6 separate regions of the Mus musculus genome follow, and all the other regions are linked to region 5. A link is a contact called in public HiCAR-type and promoter capture Hi-C data. All regions are on one chromosome and are shown on one strand. The core of a region is the stretch at or near the end of the contact, and the rest is flanking DNA. Distances in the headings are between cores, read along the strand shown. Region 1 holds the start of Smtn (smoothelin). Region 2 holds the start of Nudcd3 (NudC domain containing 3). Region 3 holds the start of Pold2 (polymerase (DNA directed), delta 2, regulatory subunit). Region 4 holds the start of Ddx56 (DEAD box helicase 56). Region 5 holds the start of Nf2 (neurofibromin 2). Region 6 holds the start of Ykt6 (YKT6 v-SNARE homolog (S. cerevisiae)).

Evidence for each region. Promoter capture Hi-C pulls out the DNA fragments that hold promoters and counts their contacts. HiCAR-type assays count read pairs that join an accessible place to other places.
Region 1: a HiCAR-type map of astrocytes shows a contact between it and region 5, with 7 times the contacts expected there. The contact joins the promoter of Smtn here to the promoter of Nf2 in region 5. A contact is called at or near these places in 1 of 115 datasets of contacts at active chromatin or transcription factors (astrocytes) and 2 of 9 other capture datasets (adipose tissue and liver).
Region 2: a contact with region 5 is called in a promoter capture Hi-C map of pre-B cells, with 5 times the contacts expected there. The contact joins the promoter of Nudcd3 here to the promoter of Nf2 in region 5.
Region 3: a contact with region 5 is called in a promoter capture Hi-C map of pre-B cells, with 2.3 times the contacts expected there. The contact joins the promoter of Pold2 here to the promoter of Nf2 in region 5. A contact is called at or near these places in 2 of 39 promoter capture datasets (liver and pre-B cells) and 1 of 484 Hi-C or Micro-C datasets (CD4 T cells).
Region 4: a contact with region 5 is called in a promoter capture Hi-C map of pre-B cells, with 6 times the contacts expected there. The contact joins the promoter of Ddx56 here to the promoter of Nf2 in region 5. A contact is called at or near these places in 3 of 39 promoter capture datasets (erythroid cells, liver and pre-B cells), 1 of 484 Hi-C or Micro-C datasets (B cells) and 1 of 9 other capture datasets (liver).
Region 6: a contact with region 5 is called in a promoter capture Hi-C map of pre-B cells, with 2.9 times the contacts expected there. The contact joins the promoter of Ykt6 here to the promoter of Nf2 in region 5. A contact is called at or near these places in 3 of 39 promoter capture datasets (liver and pre-B cells).

The regions. Positions count from the first base shown.
Region 1 is chr11:3,537,644-3,541,635 of GRCm38.p6, forward strand. Smtn (smoothelin) reads right to left here and starts at 1,649. Exons shown (of 20, transcript NM_001284427.1): 1 at 1,469-1,649. It overlaps Gm11946 (a long non-coding RNA gene), which reads left to right. Exons shown (of 6, transcript XR_001780145.2): 3 at 1-2,072; 4 at 2,797-2,998; 5 at 3,128-3,543.
Region 2 is chr11:6,199,045-6,202,919 of GRCm38.p6, forward strand. Nudcd3 (NudC domain containing 3) reads right to left here and starts at 1,407. Exons shown (of 6, transcript NM_173748.5): 1 at 899-1,407. The coding sequence starts at 1,090.
Region 3 is chr11:5,876,333-5,880,171 of GRCm38.p6, forward strand. Pold2 (polymerase (DNA directed), delta 2, regulatory subunit) reads right to left here and starts at 1,924. Exons shown (of 11, transcript NM_008894.2): 1 at 1,860-1,924; 2 at 381-657. The coding sequence starts at 600.
Region 4 is chr11:6,265,755-6,269,546 of GRCm38.p6, forward strand. Ddx56 (DEAD box helicase 56) reads right to left here and starts at 1,975. Exons shown (of 14, transcript NM_026538.3): 1 at 1,906-1,975; 2 at 1,664-1,825; 3 at 1,057-1,217; 4 at 758-928; 5 at 562-652; 6 at 1-2. The coding sequence starts at 1,965.
Region 5 is chr11:4,847,776-4,851,839 of GRCm38.p6, forward strand. Nf2 (neurofibromin 2) reads right to left here and starts at 1,769. Exons shown (of 17, transcript NM_001252250.1): 1 at 1,097-1,769. The coding sequence starts at 1,210.
Region 6 is chr11:5,953,513-5,957,498 of GRCm38.p6, forward strand. Ykt6 (YKT6 v-SNARE homolog (S. cerevisiae)) reads left to right here and starts at 2,246. Exons shown (of 7, transcript NM_019661.4): 1 at 2,246-2,492. The coding sequence starts at 2,389.

The DNA of each region.
Region 1 (3,992 bases), core at 399-2,898, 1.3 Mb before region 5:
GAATAGGTGTTTCTGTTTCAGCCTTACCAGCTTGGCTGCCAGTCTGCCCTGTGGTCTAAGTTGACATCCTGACTAAGCCCCACACAAGAAGGGCCTGTACCTAGATGGAGAAGAGGACTCAGCAAGGCCCACCAAGCCATGCTTACCACCAGGGGGTACACGCCAGTCTCTAGTTACCTGCCATACCCACTCACCTCTAGGGGCCACCGAGCCTGCCCCTCCACCCACCTCCACAAGCTGGGCGTCTGGCTGTGGGCTGAGCCCATATCCAATTCTTACTAAGACTGTCATTCCCACAGGTATGGGAGCTACCTGTGTCTGGCAGTTCTTGGAGCCAGCCTTCAGTTTTGACTCCTTTCCTCCCTGATGTCAGCAGACCTGACCTTGGGGAGCCAGGTGTCCCTCTCTCCCTGTCCATTCACACACTCAGAATTCACTCACAGTTCACTTTCCAACTGGAAGGGCCTTGGGAAGCTGACCCACCCAACCTCTGGACTTCAGGCAAACTGAGAGGATGGGAGATGGTCAAAGATTCATCACAGGGGGTCAGAAAAACTCAGACTCAAAGGGCAGAAAGAACCTAACACAAATCTTGGTGACTTCTGCCTTCTGAAGTCCCCTTCCAAGATGCTGCCCAAGACTCCAGGCTGTTTGTTTCTTGTTCAACCACTGACCGTCAAAATGGATTCCTAAATCTGGTGCCAGTCTCTAGCCCAAATCACTCCTTCCTGGAGTCCCCAGTGTCTCTGGAATTTGTGGTTCCATGGTCTAGCACACCTGGATGTTTTGCTAATGTGGTGACTGAAATGGCCTCTGGACCCCCCACCTCCATTGATTCATCCCGAAATCATCCACTCCCTCTCTACAACAGTCACTTGGTGTGAGTCACCCCATCCGGTGAATGGGTCTGGGGGAGTCCCAGTGCGCACTAGTTGGAGTTGGAAGGCACTGCTAGAGTCTTTACCTCCTAGTCTAGATACTCTGTCTGGGGTAACTACCCCTCCCCAGTGCCCAATCTTAAGTATTGTGGACATGCTATGCTTCTTCATGTTGGGTAAGGGTGTTGTTAGTTCCAAACCTAGGTGATACTCGGGACTGTCTGCTCAGAAATTCCTGCCACTGCTTGCCACCATTCTCATGGCTTCATGCTACAGAGTTTTCAGTCCTGGGGATTGTTAAGGCCCTGCGAGAGATGGGTCAGGATCTGGGAAAGATTCCTCGAGGTATCAGCTCCCTATAGATTAGTGTCTCTGGGGATCGAGAAGCCTCTTCCAAGTCCATAGAGTCTCTTCAAGACTCTTTCCCCAGGGTCTCAGAACTTCAACCATGTGTCTTTGGAGTTCTCGTGATTTGGCTAGGGTTCCCGGACCTGGGAGTTTCAGAATCCCTGTCCAGACATCCAGGTTTCACACCCCCTTCCCCGGACTCATCCGGACTCCTAGAGTAGACCCGAGATCCTCATACCCACCTCTCAGTCCGGCCCGCCGTTCCGGCGCAGTTTCGTGTTAGTTTGGTCGGGACCCGGTAGATGCAGTAGAGACCGGCAGACCGACGGGAGGAGCCGCAGCCCAGGAGCCCAGGCCGGTTCAGCAACGTACCCTGGACTCTGCTGCAGACGCCTGTCCCGCGGCGCCAGCCAGATGGCTGGCTCCGCCCTGCCAAGCTGTCCCAGCCAATTCTCTGTTGAGACACGCCCCTGCTCTGGTCCCATTGGGAAAATTCAATTTTTTAGGACCCGCCCCCAAAAGACTCCAGCCCCTCACTGTACAGGCATGTTGGGTATTGTAGTTTTGGGGACTGCTGTTGCGAGGTCCTAGACATCCTCGGGTGGGCTTCACCAGGATACAGGCTCTAAGCCAAAGTCCGGAATGTGCCACAAACCGGGCAAATAAGTATCTTGGGATCCTGTAAGCCCTGAGCGGTCCTGACAGCCCCTCCCTGCCCTCCTTTTTGTTCTTGAGACCACATCCTTTCTCCGGACTCCACCCACTAGGCGCCTTAGTACACAGACTGCCCAGTCAACTCAACGCTCAAAGGGCGCTTTCGGGACACCTGGTCTGTGCCACCTCAGGGTAAGGAGACTGGGTGACCAGCAGCATTTTGACAATTATTGAGTCGCCCAGGACATCTGAGATGGAGCAGGATCAATCATATCGTACCTTCCTTGCTCATATATGTAGCATGCTCTCCCAAATTCTTTAAAGTCTGCCTCTGAGACCCCCGAAGTTCTAAATAGGGAGTATGAACCTCGCAACTCAACAAATGGGGGAAACTGAAGATCCCAAGGAGACAATACAAAGAGTCAACCAGGAGACCCAAGAGCTCAGACCCTGGAGGGAAAGCTTCCCTGTCATCCTGGAGGCTGTGGAGCCGCCCTACTGGTCTTGCCTAAGAAAAAAGTAGGGTGGAGCCTGGGCAGATAAAGTCTGGAGTCCAGCTTGATAAATAAAAACTGTAAATCAAATAAAAACCATAAAAGCACCAACGTATTTCTTGTGTGTGTGTGTGTGTGTGTTGTGTGTTGTGTATCAGATTATAATATCCATAACAACTTAATGAGATTTGACTGTTCCCTTATACAGATGAGACAAAAGCCTATGGGTAATGGAGTCGAGGTTCATCCCACCTAGCAGGGATTCTAATCTCTGCTAACACTATAATGTGGAACTGAGGTAGGGCTGAGCTGGCTCCTGTAGTCTCTCAGAGAGCTCCAACTCAGATTTCTCCAAGACCAACCTTTACACACCCAAAGAGAGGACCTGTGTCCATTTAAAGTCTTTTTGTTTCCTCCCACAGCCCCAAGAGGTGGTCCTCTCACCTTATATATTGGAAAATAAGACCTAGAGAAGGAAGCCCCTTGCGGGGGAGGCAGAAGAAATGCGCCAAACCGACGAAGACGCCGGCTGTGGAGGTTTCCTAGTCTTCCCTACCTGAGTGGGAAGCCGATTGCTCCAGTGAACCGCCTGCTCGCGCTGGCTGAGATCAATGAATGGCCGAGGTGGGTGCCTGTTTCCGGGATTGTCTATTTAGCGCTGTGCGCCCTCACCCTACCGCTTGTCAGGCCCTGGCCCGTCTCCAGACTGACCTACCTTGCCTTTTTTTTTTTTTTTTTTTTCCTTCTTGCCAGGGATGGTGCCATGTAAAAAGGTATCTGGTAGTGGTGGTGATGGTGATCTAGGCATCAAAGGGCGACCCCGTGCAAGTGGTGAGAACTTTATAATGTAGGCAGGGAAGAGAAAACGTCCCGTGAATGTACAGCAGGCACTGAAAGTCAGATTGCCAAGATAACAACTGTGCAAGACAGTCGGATTCTACAAGAAGGAAGTTGAAACCCAAGGTGGTAATGGCACTATTATCGCAGAATTTTGCCTAGAACCAGAGCACCTTTCCTCCCCTTGTTATTTCTAAGATGGAAGAAATCCTGGAGGGCTCCTCGGAGGTGGATGCTAAACATCATTGAAGATGAGTACAAAGAAAGTCATCAGATGGAAAGACATTTTTCAGAAGAGTAAAATCTGAGAGGCTTGTGGGTAAGAAAAGGAGGTGAGCAGAATGTGGGTAGAATAAGAAACAGGGGTGGTATTATCTGGGAACAGCCAGATGAGAAGGATGAATGAATTTGGGAGGACCTGGGAGGCTTGAGTTTCTGTCTGCTCATCTGTAAAAGCTGCAGAACTGACCGACCGACTGGCTTCCAGGCCTCCAAAGGGCTATAAGAGGAAAGCTCTGGATTCTTCCACATCCAACCCCGTTCCTGGCAGAGTTGGGGGGAGGGGCAGACACATCTCGTGGGCCAAGGGCAATATTTTGCTCCAAAGCTCAAGTCCAAAAATGATGGTTTTACCAAGCTGGCAGCCTGGTTCCCTGAGCCATTCCGGCTTCTTCTGCCCCAGACAGGGCCCGAGCCTGCACCTGGAGCCAAGCCTGCATCTGGGGCGGAGCCTGCACCCGGGGCCAAGCGAGTGGCAAGAAACGTGATGCTTTCTTGATGC
Region 2 (3,875 bases), core at 157-2,656, 1.4 Mb after region 5:
GAACTAGCAGAGCTCTCTATTAGTGTCTGTGCTTTACTCTCTGTACAGTGTCAAAAGTAGACAGACCATTATTTAAATATCCATACCATCAGAGTCTATACCGCAGCTGAGAGTGTTAAATATATTCATTAAATGTTTGCTTATTACTAACTCAACAATGTCAACAATCCCAGCGCGGGAGCGTCGGGAAGGAGGACCATAAGTTCGAAGCCATCCTGATCTACCTGGCAAGTTCCAAGTCAACCAGGGCTACACAGCAAGATCTTGTCTCGAAAGAAAACAGTTTTTAAAAAGGTGTCCAAACAACTTGAGTCAGTCATTAGTAACGCTTCAAAAACAATAAATATAACCTAGGACATATAAATTTTAATCCAAATGTAAATTTCGTAAACATTACAATTGTCCACCAACTTAGTAAGTCACTGGCAAGAGGCCACACCCACCAATCAATACATACCAGTCATTCCTGCCACCTCCGAGCCCGGGAATTCTGAAATCTACTAGTTTCTCCCGCTGTGAAAGTCCTCCTCCTACAGCCTGCACGGTTTGAACCCTGCCTAACAAGCCCCTTGCACCGTTCTGGGGATGCCCACAGGGCGCTGGGAGGCCCTCAAACCCAGGCTGACAGGTCCAACACCTAAGCATCTCCCGCACAAACCCAGCCTGTACCCAAAGAAGCGCATTCCTGCCAACGGATCCGTGGGTCAGATAACGCCTGGCCATTTACTCAAATCACCTGGTGGCACCCCAGAGAGAATCACAAACCCTGAAGGGTGGGCTACGGAGTGGCGCAGTTCCCAGACGTAGGACGCGAGCCGGGGCACCTCTGGCGCTGGGAGGTGGAACTGGGGTAAGGACCTGCTGGACCCCAACGGCCCGCCGCCTCTCTCCACCTCACCTGCAGCACCAGGGCCTGTGCGGCCCCGGGCGGGAAGCCCATGCGGTCCGAAGGGTGGCGCAGCAGGCGGTAGAAGTCGGTCTTGCGGTAGAGAAAGCCGAAGAGCACGCGCAGAAAGTCCTGGACATTGCCCACGTGCTGCAGGATGCCCAACAGGGCCTGGTCATAAAGCTCAGCAGCCCCGGGCTCCATGGCTCTGCTGCCCGAGGGACGCGAACACAGTGGGCACCGCCTCACACCGGCTGATTGGCCACTTCCGGCGTGCGCGCCTAACGGCTCCCCCCGGACAGCGAAGACGCGGAACTTCCGGTCCGCGCTTGTTACTACCGGCGGTAACCGATCGTCGTTCTTGCGGCTCTGCTGGATCTCCTCCGCCGCGACACTTGCCTAAAGGAGATTGGTATGCGCTCAGTACGGTTCCTACATGCAAGAATAACCATGGTCACGATGCGGAGAGCGCTTGCCAACCATGTTTGAAGAGGGCGGAAGCATTGTGGTGACGGCCACTTGACGTAGTCCCTGGAGGTGTCACGTGGTCTGGGAGCCTTTCTTCTTTCTGGATTGAATTCCTGCGTAGGTGTCTGGTGCGCCTTCTTATAATACCACATTTTGTTTGTTAGCGGAGGGAACGGAAAAGGAATATTGTAGAATTGTATGGAATTCCTATTAACAGAGCTATGAGTGAAACTCAGAAGGTTGCACCAGATTTCAAGGTGACTTGAAAGGACAAGAAAAGTGTGAAAAGCTCAGTGAAGGAAAAAAAGAAGTATGATACTGTAAATATGTGTGTGTGCATCCGTATGTATAGCATGTGTGTATACACGTGCCGTTACTAATACGTGCATATAGACATTTTAAGAAAACGTTTATGTAAGGTTGACACACAATCAATCTGTGGTTTATACCTGTAATCCCCGCATCCAAATCATGGCCAACCTGGGCTATAGAGTCAAACCCAGTCTCAGAAGAGGGTTGGGGGGAGACGAAAGACAGACAGATTAGGAACATATGCTAGGTCACAAACCGAAGACAAATGGCTGAGATGCCTAATAAAATATCAAAGCAGACTCTGGCCACCAGTCTCCCTCAGTACCTTCTGGTACAGGATCCTTCTGGCTGGCATACTAATCCTGACCTCTACCCTAAACTTCTCCAGTCCAGAGTCTGAGCTGGCCTTTTCCTCCCCAAGCTTCTCTGATTCCTATGTAACCCAGCCATTTTGGTTATGAGGTCCTTTTTACCCTTTGGCCTCTTGGTCTCCTGGCCTCTTGACTCCAGGTCTCTTCTACCCTCTCCCCTAACCCTTCTCACATGGCCCAGCTCATTCTACAGCCACTTCCACCCTGAATTCTCCCAGATGCCTCTGCTTCTGGCTGTCTGCTCCCTCCTGTCTACAATAAACCTCCTCCACCATACCTAGAAGCCATCATGTCCTCCTTTTTGTTTTTTTTTCATTCAATGTAGCTAAATTGGTAAAGTGTGTGACTAATGTGTCCTGAGTGTTGTATAAACTGTGTAGTAACCCACATGTGTGACTAATGTGTCCTGAATGTTGTATAAACTGTGTAGTAACCCATACCTGTAAACCTAGCACTGGGAAGGTGGCGACAGAACCAGAAATGTTTATTCATCCACATAGCCAGTTCAAGACCAACTTGGGCTCTGCAAGGAGATCCTGACCGGAAAAAAAACAACAACAACAACAAAAAAGATTTTAATGAATTTCATCTCTACTAGACTAACTAACATCTACAAATTAACTTTTTTAAAAGACATTGTCTTACTCTGCAGCCTTGGCTGCCCTGGAACTCGCTGTATAGACCAAACTGTCCTCAAATTCACAGAAATATGCCTGTTTCTGCCTGCCAAGTGCAGAAGTAAAGATATATGCCACCACACAGAGCAAAATACTGATTTTACTTTTGTTTTCTTGTAGTTCTAGGAGACAAACTCAGGGTCTTGAACATGTTAGGAAAATGCTTTTCCAGTAAGAGACATTCCAGGCTTAACAAATAACTTAATAGTGTTGGGCCTTAGCAAATTTTAAGTAAAGCCATACAGATAAATTGATGTAAATTTTTTCAACTTAGAATTTATGATCGTGCTCTTGGAAGGCAGAGGCAGGCGGATTTCTGAGTTCGAGGCCAGCCTAATCTACAGAGTAAGTTCCAGGACGGCCAGAGCTACACAGAGAAACCCTGTGTCAAAAAAAACCAACCAAACAAAAAATTATGATCTTAAATTTTGTTTCAAGAACCCATGGAGCAACCGCGATGGCTCAGACAGTTGGTGGTGGCACACACCTTTAATGCCAGTGAGGTAGGCAGATCTCTATGAATTCAAGGCCAGCCTGGTCTACCAAGAGAGTTCAGGACAGCCAGGGCTACATGGAGAAATCCTGTCTCAGAAAAACAAAAACAAAGAACACTAGCTGATATTCCAGAGGACCCAGATTTGATTCCCAGCACCCACATGGTGGCTCACAATCATCTATAAACCCAGGGAATCTGCTACCCTCTTCTGACGTTAGAGGACACTGCATGCACATATGAAGTACATACATGCCTAGAGGCAAAACACCCATACACAGACGATGAGAAAATTTTGTTGACAATCCAAACAGTTTTTATGTTTTATTCATCATTATTTACTATACTGAAAGTTAATGCTTAAATTTATTAATTTGCAAATAACCATACACATCACATGTCAGTGTCGGGGTCTGAGACTTGCCACAAACCATACGTACACCAATTTCAGTTAAACAGGAATAGTTTATTGAACACACAGCATAATACTGGACATCTAGGTCCACAAGAAGGAAAAACCTAACTGTGGCACCAGCCGGTCCTCAGGGCAGGCTTTTTATAGGAAAAACCAGGTTCAAAAGTTCAAAGATGGGGCTGGAGAGATGGCTCAGCGGTTAAGAGCACTGACTGCTCTTCGGAAGGTCCTGAGTTCAAATCCCAGCAACCAC
Region 3 (3,839 bases), core at 674-3,173, 1.0 Mb after region 5:
ACACTCCCACCTGCTGTGGCTCTGCTATGGCCTGGGTGTGTCCATCCCTCAAAGACCAAGGTGCCAAGCCTGCTGCTATGAGGAGCTCTCTAGCTAAAGGGTGCACACCAGTGACCAATTCACACTGAAGACAATAAGGATAGGAAGACCATTTCCTCCATGGATGGAACAGTAGCCATCACTGCCAGAACCTAGCCCTTACCTCTGACCAGACTCTGGGCCAAACCCAACTTTAACCACACAGGTTAATTTAATCCTCACTTTTAAGAAGAAGCAGGGAGCTGAAGGGGCCATTCCATGGTAGCTGGAAAGTATTCCAGGTTAGATAAGGTCCTAGTTCTAGCTGCTGGGCTGCTGGGAGCAGCGTACCCCAAACTTACCCCAGTGTTGCTGCGCCCGGCTCACCAGGAACGGTCTCATCTGGATGAGGCGGGTGGCATAAATATGGGCGTACTGCCGGTTAAAGCTGCGCTCTCCCAGTCGGAAGGGCTGTGAGGAGTTGGTGTAAGTTGCCACAGGTACCCGGGCAAAGGTGGCATTGCTGGCAGAGGGCGGGGCGAGCAGAGTGTGGGCCCTCTGTGCTGCCTGCTCGGAGAACATGGCGGCACTCCTGGCTTGTTTGGTCCAAGCAGCTGTGTCCAGGCCGAGGAGTTATCACTGCAGAGACACACAAAGGCATTCCTGCAATCCCTTCTTGTACCCAAAGCTCCCCTAGTGTCCCAACCACGCTGTCCACAATGTGCACACATGTGTCCGGAGGTGTCATCCTATAACCTAGTCAGATACAACCTGGAGCTCGTTCCAAACCTTGTTCATCACCTCCTCCTCTCCACATTTCTACCCAATCACCAGGGTCTCAAATTCTGCATACCCTCAAATGGAATTATTGATCTGCTTCTGCCCAGCTCCCTGGGACCTCTGCTACCTCTAGGGATGCTATCAGGCATCACTGAAGAAGCCTGTCATAATATAATTAGTGATAAAAAATAAAGCATAAAGCTGCCCCTGTTTTGCTCAAAACCCCCCAAAGGTTGCTTTTCAGTAAATAAAACCCCAAGTTCTTACCACGACCTGTAAGATCAGCTCTGGGCCTCTAAGAACAGCTCCCCCCTCCTATCTGTTTCTCCTTCCAAGTGTCCCTTCCACAGCAGGGGCTCCAAGTAGAGGCCTCTCTACTCCTGCTGGGTCCTCTCCTTTTCCCCAAGGCTTACTGGCTCTTCCCTTTCAAGTCTTTCCTTAAAACTCACCTTCCCATATCTAATTGACTGCATTGCTACTTCAACTGTCTGCATCATTATCATCTCTCAAGCATTTACTTTGCCTCCTCCAACTGTTGCCTAAGCTCCGGCAGCGCAGAGGTTTGTTTTCTTGTATTGCACCCCTTCCCACTAAGATGTGCTTGGGGATGGATGCACAGCGGACTTTAGTATAAAGTATCTCAACATATTCTTCATGCGTAGTTGAGACGACAACAGGCTGGATGTAGTAACGGAAGTTTTGAACACAGCTTTCTTTTTCATTTTACTTTTTTTTTTTTTTTTTTGGTACAGCTATTACAAAGTTCAAATTCCCCTAGCTGGTTCGGCTTTCTTTAATGCGCAGCTCTGGCTTAGGGAGCGGACCCTATGAATTTGCCAAATGGGCACATGTAAACTGGATGTAAGCCAAAAACGCACGGTGGTGGCAGCGGCCCACACGGTGCTCCAGGCCGGACCCGACGGGAGACCTGCCCCGAAGCAGACACGCCCAGCTCGGGCCCATGTTACAGTTCGAAGCACCCTCAAGACCCCGGCCCGCTGTCCAGGTACCGCCAAGTCTGACCCAGGACCCACGTTAACCCCGCTCAGCAGCACACTCACCGCGCCACGCCGCATCCCGCCAATCTCTGCGCGCCCGTCCCGCCCATCGGCGCATCCAGCCAATCGCCTCCCGCCCCATCCCGCCCATCGCTGCACGCTTCATCCAGCCAATCCCCGTGCGCCCCGCCTCTGGACCGAGGAAACGCGGAGTCACGCCTCCGGTTCCCGGGACAACCCATCACTTAGCACTGGGTTTCCTGTGCGCATGCGGTGTTTGCGGCTGGGCCTCATCGGGTGAACTCCTTGGGTAGCGTGGGCCGTAGTGAGGCTGGGCGCCTGGCTCATGCTGCTCTCCCCGAGCGCTGGGGGTCTGGTGGCTCCTGTGTGGCTGAAGCTTCCCTCCCACTCTATCCTGCGCTGTGATTCTCACCCTGACTTCTCAGATTCCCTTGGAAGCATGAACAATTTCTCCCATCTCACAGGCAGGGAAACAGGCAAAATGACCCAGCTAGTGAGAAAAGCTAGAATTCACACTAAGACACCCTGACTGCAAGTGCATCAGACTTCAGTGGTAACATTGCTCCTTTTTAAAATTGCCTAATTACTCAGTCTGAAACTTATTACTTAAGGTAGGTTTCTTCTGGCTTACTAAGTTTTTTTGTTTTATTTTGAATTTATTTTGTTTTGTTTTGTGTGTGGGTGTGTTTTGCCTGCACGCATGTGAGGTCAGTCTCCTCGGAGGCGAGAAGAGAGCGTCCGTGTCACCTGGAACTGGAATTACAAATGGTTGTGAGCCATTCTGAAAGAGCTCTCAACCGAGCTTTCTCCAGCCCCTTGTTTCTGTTTTTGTTTGTTTTTGCTTTTTGAGACAAGGTTTCCCTCGTTCCTGTTTTAATAATGAATTAAATCATTTTTTTCCCCCCGAGACAGGGTTTCTCTGTATAGCCCTGGCTGTCCTGGAACTCACTTTGTAGACCAGACTGGCCTCGGACTCAGAAATCCACCTGCCTCTGCCTCTGCCTCCCAAGTGCTGGGATTAAAGGCGTGCACCCCCACCCCCGGCTAAATCATTTGTTTTTAATGTTTCAGTTTGTTGAGTATTTTTTCCTTTGTAAGCTGGGCTGAGTGCGGATTTTTGCCTACTGTCTCAAGTAGCCTGTTGCATATTTGATTATGTTGCAACGTTCTTGTGTTCCAGGAACAAACCCCATTTGATGGATTTGAAACCACTTTGTAGAATTAAAATCCAAAGTTACAATGACACAGAGCTCGTTGTTGTGCAGCCCCTTGACTGGAGCTCTCCATTTACTCTTTGGTTGCTGTTCCCTTTGGTCTGCAGGACTCTCCTTAGGATTCCTTACAGTAAATGTCTAAGGAAATGGACTCATCAAATTTTATCCCAGAATATCTTTATTTCTACTTTTTCCTTGAGACGGGTCTAATATATTCCATGGTGTAGCAACAGGGCCTTAAACTCCTGATCTTTCTGTCTACACCTCTGGAGTGCTGGGGTTACAGGCACGTGCCACTACCCTGAGTTTTATGCAGTGCTGGAGAGTGAGCCCCGGGGCTTCATGCAGGCTAAGCAAACACTCTGCCTTCTGAACTACATCCCTGCCTGGCCCTACGTCCACTTTGTGTTTTGAGCCAGGTATCTTGCTATGTGTTCCAGCTAATCTCCGAGGGCTGATGTCTGCCTCCAGAGTGCTAGGATTACAGGTGTTCTAGTCAGGTTTCTATTGCTGTGATAAACATGGCTAATGGCGACTTGGGGAACAAGGTTTATTTCACCTTACAGGAACATCAAGGAAGGACAGGTGTGCTGGTCACCTTGATGATGCTCACACACCTGGAAAGATCTGTTCGCTTTAGTATTTTTTTTTCTGTTCTTTAGATATTTTTTCTCCTTTTTTTTTTAATGTATATAAGTGTTTGCCTGCGTGCACATCTGCACACCATGTGCATGCAGTGTCATCAGCAGCCAGAAGAGGGCACCAGATCCCCTGGAAGCAGAGCTACAGGCCATTGTGAGCGGTCATG
Region 4 (3,792 bases), core at 725-3,224, 1.4 Mb after region 5:
ACCTAGGAAGAGGACAGACCTGTGATCAGGAAAGAGAAGTGGTTCTGTGGACACTGCCTCACTAACCAAAGCAACTACATTAGTGCAGGATAGAACATGTCTTTAAGGGTTTTTGGTGTGTGAGCCACTGCCCCATCCCCCACCCCACCTCAGGGCTGTAACCTAAGAACTCAAAAGTACCCTAACTATTGTGGTATTAGAAACAAACTATACATACAGCATCAGTGTACAGCACAAAGACAAACATTGGGAGTAGACAGGATACAGAATAGAAGCCTGCACAATGGCTGGAAGTAGAAGACTGAAATGTACACAAGGGGAACTCTGGTCTTAGAATTTGGCTCCCTTTGGAAACGTGACCCCAAGTGACTTCCAAGCAAAGCACAGTTTGGACTAGGGAAAGCTATAAATATATAATGACTTCAAGTGACTTCCTTTCAGTGATTAAGAATTAGGAAAGACATACCTAACAAAAATAGTCCCCCCGCAAGCGCCAGAAGTTTCCTGAGAAGGATCAACAAGTTCAGAGACTTGGGTCTCAGTCCCAGATGCTCCACTTACCGGGTTATGCAGTACCAGCTCCTTCAGAGTTTGTACATCCTCATTGAAAGTGGCCGACATGAGAAAAGCCTGGTAAATCCGAGGCAAGTGACTGAAAGAAAGAACAGGGCTTGATCAGGCTCCAGCCCACCCATTCCACTCCAGTCCCAAGTCCAGACCCTTGCAGGTCTAGGAGCCACTTCTGTTTCTTCCTTACCAGAGAAGACTCTTGAGTTCATCCTCAAAGCCAAAGGAAAAAAGAAGGTCAGCTTCATCTACCACCAGCAGCTCTAGGGAGTCCCGGAGTTTCAAGGTGTTCTGCTGCAAGTGGCTTAACACTCGGGATGGGGTTCCCACCACCACATCTGGCTTCTCCATCAACACAGCTCTGCAGGTGGCAAGGATTTAGCAGCCAGACCCTCGCCCTGGCAGACCTGCCCAGGCTAGCCACTCACACCACCAAGGGCACACACTTGCAAAGCGTTCTCCCTTTGGAGGCCTGCAGGTTTCACCCACCTCTGAGAAGCTGAGTCTTCTGCAGCTGAGACGTTAGCCACTCGCACATCCCGAGCACAGTAGGCAGCCAGTTGCTGGATCATGGCCTGGGCCTGCCGTGCCAGCTCCTTGGTAGGAACAAGAACAAGGCCTCTCACAGCCTGCTCCATTACAGGACCTGTCTGTAAGAACACCAATTCAAGACCGTTCAAAGTACTGGGTCCGCCCAAACAGTCAGAACCATGTACTGCAACACAACCACCTAGCTGTGTCCTGATAAACTCTTAATTCTGCCCACCTCACAGCACAGGGGGCAGAGCTTTCCCAGGCACTCAAATTTAGAACTTGCTGAAATCACTTAACGTACTACGGAGCTGATGAGTCCCCCTCTAGATAAAAGGTTACTCAAAATTACAACAGGATGGCGGTCGTGGCACCAAGGCCCGGGTTGAGAGCCAAGTAACCTGAACTCCAGCTCAGAGATTAAGCTGCAAATTGACCAAGTTCTCTATGGGCCGCCTAACACTGACACAGGACCTATAGGAGGAACCTTGGCACAGTCGGGCACTTCATTCCCTATTCTTTTGGAGCGTCCTGCCTCATACTCACTGCTCCTCTCGCTACCCACCGCCTTCTTGTGGAGAAGCGACTGAAGCATCGGAATAGCATAAGCTGCGGTCTTCCCGGAGCCTGTGCGGGCGCGGGCCAGGAGGTCCTTCCCCTCCAGCGCCAGAGGAATGGCCTTTTCCTGGATCAACGTAGGTCGCGACCAGCCCAAATCGGTGACAGCCTAAGAAGGAAGAGGACGCAGCTCAAGCGGCGTGGAGTACAGCGGCACACCGGGTAGCAGCTCCACAGCCTACCCCATACCTGCAGGAGCCGGGGATCCAGGCCCATGTGTTCAAAACCCAGCGCTTCTTGGTCCTCCATGGCGTGACTCCACGCTGTCAGTGCGCACGCGTAGGGCGGGACAAACCAACAACTAATCAGCTCTGGAAGGTACGTCACTTCCTGGAAGTACTTTCTCCTGGGTGTCCGACGTTGCTACCAATTTGTGCTGGCTCTGCGCAGGAGCGTTCCGCAATGCTGTCCCTTGAACGCCCTCCGAATTGTGGATGCCTCTTCTCTGGCGCCTCAGCCTTCCCTGACCCACAGAGTGACGTGGGCAGGGCTTTGCTAGGTTATGGTTGGGATCGACCGCGTTTTGGCTAAAGGGAGGCAGCCGCCACTTAGGCACATGCGCAAAGGAATTAGGGTTCTGTGGGTAACCAGAGGCAAATCTCACTGGGCAGAAATCGCGGCACAAGTTGCTAACCTAAGATAAATGTTAAATCAGGCCTTCAGCTACTATGAAGATTTTCACAAATACTGCCAACACGCGGTGCAATCCTTAACAGCTCTTAGAAGAAGAGCCAAGTTGACTCGAACCCTTCCTGGGACCATCTTTCCCAGAAAACGAAAATCAGACTTTGTTACACATGTTAATAAGGCCCATTCTTTGAGAATTCCTTACCAGGGAATGTCCTTAGGACTTTTTCTTCTGTTTTTGTTTTTTTTTTGTTTTTTTTTTTTTGTTTGTTTGTTTGTTTTTTTCAAGACAGGGTTTCTCTGTGTGGCCCTGGCTGTCCTGGAACTCACTCTGTAGACCAGGCTGGCTTCAAACTCAGAAATCCGCCTGCCTCTGCCTCCCAAATGCTGAGATTAAAGGCATGTGCCATCACTGCCTGGGGAAGATTGATTGATTGGTTTTTTTGAGACATGGCCTCATTATGTAGTGGCTGGCCTGGAACTTGGTAGGTAGACCAGACTGGTTTGACTCAGCCTCCCTAGTGCTGGAATTAAAGGCATGCACTACCACCCTTCCTTGGGACCTCTTAAAACACCTAAAGCCAAAAAAGTGTCAGTTGACCTTAGGCCCATTTCTTCTGGGCGCTGTAACTATTGTTAGGGCAATAACAGAAAAGAGATTGGTGGGGACTAAAAACATTTACCAACAGGGTCTTATAGTGACCACCTATTAAGAAAGGGAAAGCCCTCCTGATAACAGGAGGGGCTGAGCTGAAGGAAAAGACCAATAAAAGGGGTCATTAAGTGGGCAACAGGATCAATGTAGAGCACTTCCCTAGCGTGCATGATGCCTTAGAGTCTCAATCAGCAGCAAAGGAGAGGAAAAGGGGGAGACTTAAGGTGGGGCTAGAAGCCTAACTGCAAAACGCTGGACTCTGGCACCTGTGACTGCAGTGAGCTCAAACTGATGATCTAGATCAGTGCTTCTCAACCTTCCCAATGCTGCTACCCTTTAATACAGTTCCTCACGTTGAAGTGACCCCCATCCAGAACATCATTTTTACTATTTCACAACTGTAATTTTGCTACTCTTATGAATCATGATGTAAATGTGTCTTTTCTGCTGGTCTTAGGTGGACCCTGTGAATGGGTTATTTGACCCCTAAAGGGGTCATGGCCTACAAGTTGAGAATGACTGATCTAGACTAACTCCCTACTTTAAAGTTATCTGGTCAGCAATCTTGGCCATGCTGAATGGCATTCACAAGTTTCAGGAGTTAGGATGGAAATACCTTTGAGGCAGTCATTTTCCTACCTACCATATCCCTCACATACACGACTGAATCTGGCCATAACTGAATGCTGCCAGAAATCTGTTTGTTTCCAAGGTGGGGATAGGGGGTGTGGTGGAAAGGAATCAACAGGAAAGAAACTTGCTTGTTCAGAGCTTGGTGCTCCAATGTGTTTATT
Region 5 (4,064 bases), core at 519-3,018:
CATGTGGGAAACGGTGCAGAGTTCATACTACTACTATAGTTTATACTATACCACTACTAGAGCACATGTTCAGATGGAAGCTCTCTAAGCCATATCCTTTCAGTTTATGGATGCTTAATTATATAGGCATTGTCGGTTAAATCATTGGCTGATCCTTCAGTCTTAAGGGAAGAACTGAGAAGTCCCAACCTTAAAGATCCTTTCTGGGAACCAGGCTGAATTCTAAAACTACTATAGCATGGCAACAGCATCCAGCTCATTAACACACAAAAAGAAAACGAATACTTTGGCGATTCCAAGGATTTTAAAAGCAATAGGCTAGGGAAGCAAACCAAGTATATTCCAGTGGCACAGGACCTATCTGACTGGCTTTTTTGTTGTTGCTTTGCTTTTTTGTTTGTTTGTTTTTTGAGAGTCAAATGTGTAAATGTCTGACACTTAGCAAGTGTTCAGGGTTGTGGATACAACCCAGTGATGGGGTGCATGCCTAGCATACACAAGGCCCTGAAAACACAAACACACACACACACACACACACACACACTCACTCACATACACACTCTTCAACAAAATGATAGCTATTATCATCATGTTAGAAACTATAAAGAGTAAATGTAAGACACTCTTTCCTCAAAGAGTTTTTTCCAGAAACTGAAAATTTTGGAACAGGGAAAAGTACGAGCTTCCAATATAACTAGATGTAACTTTTAAGACCTAGGGTACACAGTTAATACCTAGCGAAAAACTCCCTGGAGTTTTAGGCGCGAGTTCTACACACTGCACACCGGTTCGTTTCTACGGAAGATTCCAGTGTTTCCCAATAACAAATGAATGAAAATAACCTTCGGGAAATGCCAAAACCAAGAACCCCACTTTAACAAACAAGCAAACAAACAACTAGCTTTAACTTGTGATCTGGCCCTAGAAAGCCTCTTCCGGTTCCAGATAATGATATATACGGAATCCCTTAAGCTTGCACTTCGACTGTCACCACAGCGAGGGCACCCCATGGGTAGGGACCCGCGTCGCTGCCACCAGACAGGCAGAGATTCCGCGGCTCTCCACTCACAGCCCGTCGGGGTCGGCGGCCGGTTACCTCGCAGTTGAACTCCATCTCGGCGTCCATGGTGACGATCCGCACCGTGAATGTCTTGGGCTGCTTCCTCTTGAGTGAGCTGAAGCTCATGCGAGAAGCGATGGCTCCGGCCATGGCGCGAGGTACCGGCCTTGGATCCCCTCACCCCTAGGCCCGCGTTCTGGGTCTCTTAGCCCCCCTGGAGTAGCTGCACAGGCCTCAGGGCCACCATGGTGGCCGGCTGGCCGGCCCGAGACAGACCTAGGCTGCCTGGGTCCCCAGCGGCCAGCATGGGCCGCGAGGACCCGGCTGTGGGTGCGGAAAGATGAGTTAAGGGACAGTCTCTGACGACGGGGGGGTCGGGGGGAGATGCCGGCAAAAGCACGCGCAGCCCCGAGCTTGGAGCTTCGGGCTGGGGACGCCAGGGACGCCTTTGGACAGAAATCCTAGACGGCTGCGGCGCCGACGCCGGGCCTCTCAGCGACCCCCGAGGGTCGCGGGGCCGCGCAGTAGTTGGGAGCGCACACGCGCGTGCGTGTCTGTCACCAGCTCCGCTCCGCGCGCCCTCGGGAAGCGTCCTCTACCAACCCCCACCTCAGCGACCTGCCGGATCCCCGCCCCGCCCCGCCCTCCGGACTCCCACTACGCTACTCAGCGACTCACCCTAACACTTTTTTCTCTAAGATACTGTGATTGGCAGGAACGCCAAAGGAAGCGGGACTTCCGCTTCGTCCCGCCTCCTGGAGGCCTACTCCACCAATTGAAAGTTGCACTGAACGAGGGCCGCCGGTCTGTTCTCGGCGTTGAGTGGCTGTAGATGCGGTCACTCCGAGCGCTTTTGTTCCTAAAGTATACTCCTACTCTAGCAAGACTGGTTGAGAAGGAGCGGGCGGCGCCTTTCCCGGGAAACCTGTAGAGGCCGGGACTGCACCGCACGAGGTACTGTTGCAGTCAGTGAGAGATCCCATTTATAGCGTCTTACCAGAGCTTCAGTCGTATCTGGGACATCCGGCCGAAATTCCTTTTTGACACTTAATTATATATGCTGACTCAATATTTTTCAAACTTTAAAAACACGAAGTGAGGCCGCTTAAGTTGCCCCGACTTGCCTGCCAGATCCTTCAACTTCTTTTTAAGAGAATTAGAATAACCACAGAATTCATGATAGTCCTTACCTTACTAGGTGGTTGAGGAATTGAAACTTGCTTAATACATATAGAAAGCTAATTTTATTTATTTTTTTTTTTTTTTTTTTTTTTTTGAGTTTTTCGAGACAGGGTTTCTCTCTGTATCCTTGGCTGTCCTGGAACTCACTCTGTAGACCAGGCTGGCCTCGAACTCAGAAATTCGCCTGCTGCTGCCTCCCAAGTGCTGAGGATTAAAGGTGTGCGCCACTATTGCCCGGCAAGAATTTTCATTTTACCCTCTGTTCCTTTGTTTGGTTTTTTTGTTTTGTTTTGTTTTAATTTCCAAGCTACATACTTGGAGTACTTGTAGCTTAACGTCATCAAATGTATAATATGCTTAGGAAAATTTCAACTTTCTGGGGATTTGTAGAGTTTTTACTTGTTTTAAAGATACATTCCCCAGGCACTGCTGCTGTGAAGAGACACCATGACCACAGCAACTCGTATCAAAGAAAACATTTAATTGGGGACTTTTTCTTCTTTACAGTTTCAGATGTTTAGTCCATTATCAGCATGGTAGGGAGCATGGTGGCATGCATGGTACTGGAGCAGTAGCTGAGAGATGGCTATATCCTGATCTGCAGGCTTGGAAAGCAAGACAACCATTTGGCATGGGCTTTTGAAACCTCAAAAACCACCCCTAATGATAGACTTCCTTCCACAAGACCACACCTCCTAAGCCTTCTAATTCTTTCAAATAGGGCCACTCCTTGGTGACCAAGCATTCAAATATAAGCTTATGGGACCGTTCTTAGTCAAAGCACCACAGTTTTGTTTTTTTTTTTTTATCTTATGTATATAAATGTTTTACAGCACATATGTGCATTGCATGTATACCTGGCACACATGTCAAAAGAGGGTTCCAAAGCCCCTGAAACTGTAATTCAGTCCTTAGCTACTGCATGGGTGTTGGAAACTGAACCTGGGTCCTCTGCGAAAGCAACATTTACTCTTAGGCACTAAACCACCTTTCCAACCTTTGTATGTCTATTTGTTTGTTTTTGAGACAGGGTCTTCCTGTGTTATTTGGGGTATCCTAGAACCCCTGAGCATGTCCTCTTCCTCAGCCTCTCTTAAAACCATAGCCCTGGAGCCAGGCATGGTGGCACATGCCTTTAATCCCAGCACTCTGGAGGCAGAGGCAGGAGGATTTCTGAGTTCAAGGCCAGCCTGGACTGCAAAGTGAGTTCCAGGACAGCCAGGGCTATACAGAGAAACCCTGTCTCGAAAAACCAAAACCAACCAAACAAACAAACCATAGCCCTGGAAGAGCATGGTGCTACACACCTTTAATCCCAAATTGAGGCAGGTGGATCTCTGTGAGTTTGAGGTCTATAGAGTTACAGGACAGCCAGTGCTACACAGAAAAAAAAAAAAACAAAAAACAAAAAAACTGTCTCAGGGGGGCTGGTGAGATGGCTCAGCAGGTAAGAGCACCCGACTGCTCTTCCAAAGGTCCTGACTTCAAATCCCAGCAACCACATGGTGGCTCACAACCATCCATAATGAGATCTGACTCCCTCTTCTGGTGTGTCTGAAAACAGCTACAGTGTACTTACATATAATAAATAAATCTTAAAAAAAAAAAAAAAAAAAAAAAACTGTCTCAGGAAAAAACCAAAAAACCCTACAGCCCTGGCTTGACTTCTGTTGTTTTGGTTTGCTTTTGTTTTATTTGGGGAGGGGTGTTCTTGTTTTGCTGTCCTTGTTTAGTTTATGTGTTGTTTTGTTTGGTAGGGGCAGTCTCTTTGCATAGCCCTGGCAGTCCAGGAACTCAGTATGTACTCCAGCCTGACCCTAAA
Region 6 (3,986 bases), core at 996-3,495, 1.1 Mb after region 5:
GTGTGCACGTGGGACTTGGATCTCTCCTTCCACCATTGGGGCCAGAGGATCGAACTTAGGTCATCAGGCACGGCAGCAGATGCCTTTACCCACTGAGCCATCTCTCCTGCTCTGCAAAAGGGCTTTTCTTTGACATCTCAGGACTCGGGGAGGCTGGACATAAGAGCTCCACCATCCCACACCAGTGATGCTATGCTTGTCTTGTCAATGAATTATTTTTGCAAGCTTTTCTCTCCCCATACTTTCAGGTTTCTTGAACAAGGACAGAAATTTCTGGACGCTCTCCATCTGCATCACTTAATCTTTTTTCTTTTTTTCTTTTTTTCCCCGCATTTGCTCTGTCTTTGGCATCGTGATGAATAACCTTGCTTTTGAACTTGACCGCATCTGGAATCAACTGCTGGGCAGTCCTGTGAGCGCTTTGCTTGAGCAGATTAAAGGCAGCGGGAAGACCCACCTTAACTCTGGGCAGCAAGCACCTCCTGGTGGTAATTCATATGGAAGGATGTGGAAGAAGGAAACTTGGCTTGTCGCTTGCTTGCTTTTGCCTTCCCTGGCTAGGTCACCTACCCTGCCACCGCAGTATTTCTACACCTAAACCAATTTAGGGATTCAAATGTAGGCTGAAGACCAATCTCTCTAGGAATCAACCAGACTTTCAGCACAAGATTAAGTTTGCTAAGACATCCAGTCTTGTGGTTTGCTTAAATACCAGACTCTATGCTTCTCCAGTGTGAGACAGCCACTGTTGGACTACTTACACACACAGCATCCTGAAGCCAATCTAATAAGTCCTCTCTTAATATATATGTCCTATCAATTCTGTTCCTTTAGAGAACTTTAATACATGTATAATATGTTCATATACAAGCATGTATAGAAACATATATATGTGTTCATAGATATATATAGATGTAGATATACTTACATGTAGGTATGTATGCATATGACCTCTTCGGAGTAAGTTGTATACATAGTGTTCATCTATTTATGTTACTGTGTGTTAGTGTGCATGCATGCATGCACCAGAGACTTCTCTTATAAGGTCAGGGCAGTCAGTGACTGAAAGCTGGAAATAAAGATATAGTGCTCTTATCTAATCTGTAGACCTTGCTCAGATTTTAGCCTCCCTTTAAAGCTCTGCTTCTAACAGCCTCAAGGGCACCTTCGGCCTCTCATGAGGCTTGCTTCCTCTTTCTTTCTTTCTTTCTTTCTTTCTTTCTTTCTTTCTTTCTTTCTTTCTGTCATTTAACGTAATGGTGCAAATAACCATCGTCGTCATTGTTAAACATCTGCAATGAGCAGGACTTGGAATTTGATAGTTTATCACTTTTACCAACATGTCTACAAAAAAGGTATTTTTTGAGTCCAACAGATTGGGGGGGGGGGGTAACTTTTGCGGTGCGGAAGTACTGGGACCGAATTCAGGCTGGATAACAGCTGGGGAAACGCAGGGGAAAACAATGTCATTTGAAATTGATTAACAAGCTTGGCTTGGGGAGTTCGCATATCTCTAGATGAGACTTCCTGGGACCAAGGGAGGCTGGGTAAAGTCAGAGAAAAGCAGGAAGAGGTGCCAAGAGTGGCTGTAAGGGAGTTTGATAAGCATTTTGCTGTTCACATTGGAAGCCCAAGGTCTGCTTCTTGCTATCAATTTTCTTAATCCACATCTCTTTCTGCAAGGTCACTATCCTGGTAATTTTGTACAACTTTGGATAAAGAGGCTTTCTTCAGAAATGGTTCTCCGTCTGCCGCCTGTGGAGCCATGGTGTCAGTGCAGGTGAATATAGCTGACACCTCTGGCCGCCTGGCTTGTCGAACAAGTGTGTCCAAGCTGAGTGGCCATAGCCAGTGACGTTTCTGATTTTTATTATTGCAAGAGAAAGGATGAAGGGCCTTTCTTTTAGTCGTCTGTACTTGGGACACCCAGGGAAGAGGTTGGGTAGCCTGGTGCTGTTACACATAGAATGCAACAAAAGTATAGAGTGGGGACAGCTACGGGTTGTTTTTCTAGCAGAATGGGGAAAAAAGAGCGATGGTACGGCACAGCACTCCCCACCGGCAGCCAGGGTCCGCGCGACAGCCCGGAAGGGAACCTGCGCCAAGGCACTGCCACGCAGGCGGAGACCGAGCCTCCTGGCGCCGACCCGGGCGGACGCGGGCGCGCCCCGCCGCTTAGCTACCCGTCCGCGCACGCGCGTACCCTGCCTTCGGGCCTCCGAGGAGCGGCTGGAGCAACTCGCCACCGGAACCGGAAGTGGGCCTTACTCTAGGAGGAAGAAGCCGGCCGGGCCCCGTCAGGAGGCGGCCGCCGCTGTTCTGAGGGACTGTGGCCGCGCTCCTGGGAGCGGGTCTGGGGCTCAGCCGGCGGCCCGAAGGTGCGGCGCCATGAAGCTGTACAGCCTTAGTGTCCTTTACAAAGGCGATCCGAAAGCGGTGCTGCTCAAGGCCGCGTACGACGTGTCTTCCTTTAGTTTCTTCCAGAGGTCCAGGTAAGTGGGCCGGGCCCGGGTGGCTGGACCCGGAGTCCAGGGAGTCGAGTCTCTCGAAGGGCGAGCACGGCTTTGGCCTCCCTCGGGCGGCAGGCTGTACCTGAGGAGTCGTTAGCAACCCTGGGAAAGGGCTCTGCCCTACGCGGTATTGCCCAGTTGTAGAAAGATTGGAAGGCCATTGATTACAGACGCGCTGCCAACTGTTCTGATCTGGGATCTCCGGACTCAGAAATAAGTATGTTGACTACGCCTCGCACCCTGTGATTTAACCAGTGTTTGGTGTCTTAACCTTTGTATTTCGTCGTTGCCAGTGGTTCTCACCTTCCTTGCGCTGCGACCCTTTAGTACCGTTTCTCATGTTGAGGGAACCCTCCCACCCCCAACCATAAAATTATTTTCGTGGCTACTTCATAACTGTAATTTTGCTACTGTTATGCATATGTATTTTTGGAGATTGAGGTTTGCCAAAGGGGTTGCAGCCCACAGTTTGTGAAAGTCGCTGGTCAAAGCTCTTTCCAGAAGTTCTGTATGGAGGTGTTTCTTTTATGAGTAAAATCGTTGATTCCTCAAGGATTGGGAGTCAGGGGTCAAACTCATTCTTTTTAGTGTTTGGGCCTTGATTATCAGGAAGGGTCCACACTGGTAGCTAGGCAGGAACCACTGGATTTGTATTGCTTGTAGGCATGTAAAGGATTGTGGGGTGCTTTAATTGTAAGCTGCACAGATACCCAGTCTTGTGGGAGTGACTCAGACACAAAAGGAAAAGGGCCCAACAGGGTAGGACCTGTGGTCATCTTGACTCAACGTCTGGGGAAATCTGCTTGTTCAGGTTGTGTCTCAGCTTTTGATGGTTCTAATGACTTCATATAAGTGGGATATATAGTAGTTGGCTTTTTGTGTCCCACTGATTTTACTAAGCAGAATGACCCCAAGGTTGACCTATGTTTCTGCAGATACCAAATTTTTCTCCCCTTTAAAATATATACAGTATTGAGTTTTATGTAAACACTATGTTTTGTTTATGTATCCATCCGCTGATGGACATGAGTTGCTGTGGATTATAGTTATGTGAATAGTGTTTGCCAAGGGGTTGGAAGGTAGCTTGAGTGGAGAAATAGTTCATTCAGGAGACTGCTTGCTGCATGAGGGGCCTGGGTTTGATCCCAAATACATCAAAAGGAAAAACAAACAAACCAACCAACCAACCTCTGGGTGTCCTGACACATGCTTGTACTTTCAAAGCTAGGGAAACAGAGACAAGGTGATGGGGCTCAGGGCCTGATGACTGACCCGCTGGGGATCATGGCGCCTGATGACTGACCCGCTGGGGATCATGGCGCCTGATGACTGACCCGCTGGGGATCATGGCGCCTGATGACTGACCTGCTGGGGATCATGGCGCCTGATGACTGACCCGCTGGGGATCATGGCGCCTGATGACTGACCCGCTGGGGATCATGGCGCGATGACTGGCCCCCTGCTCAAGCCTACTCT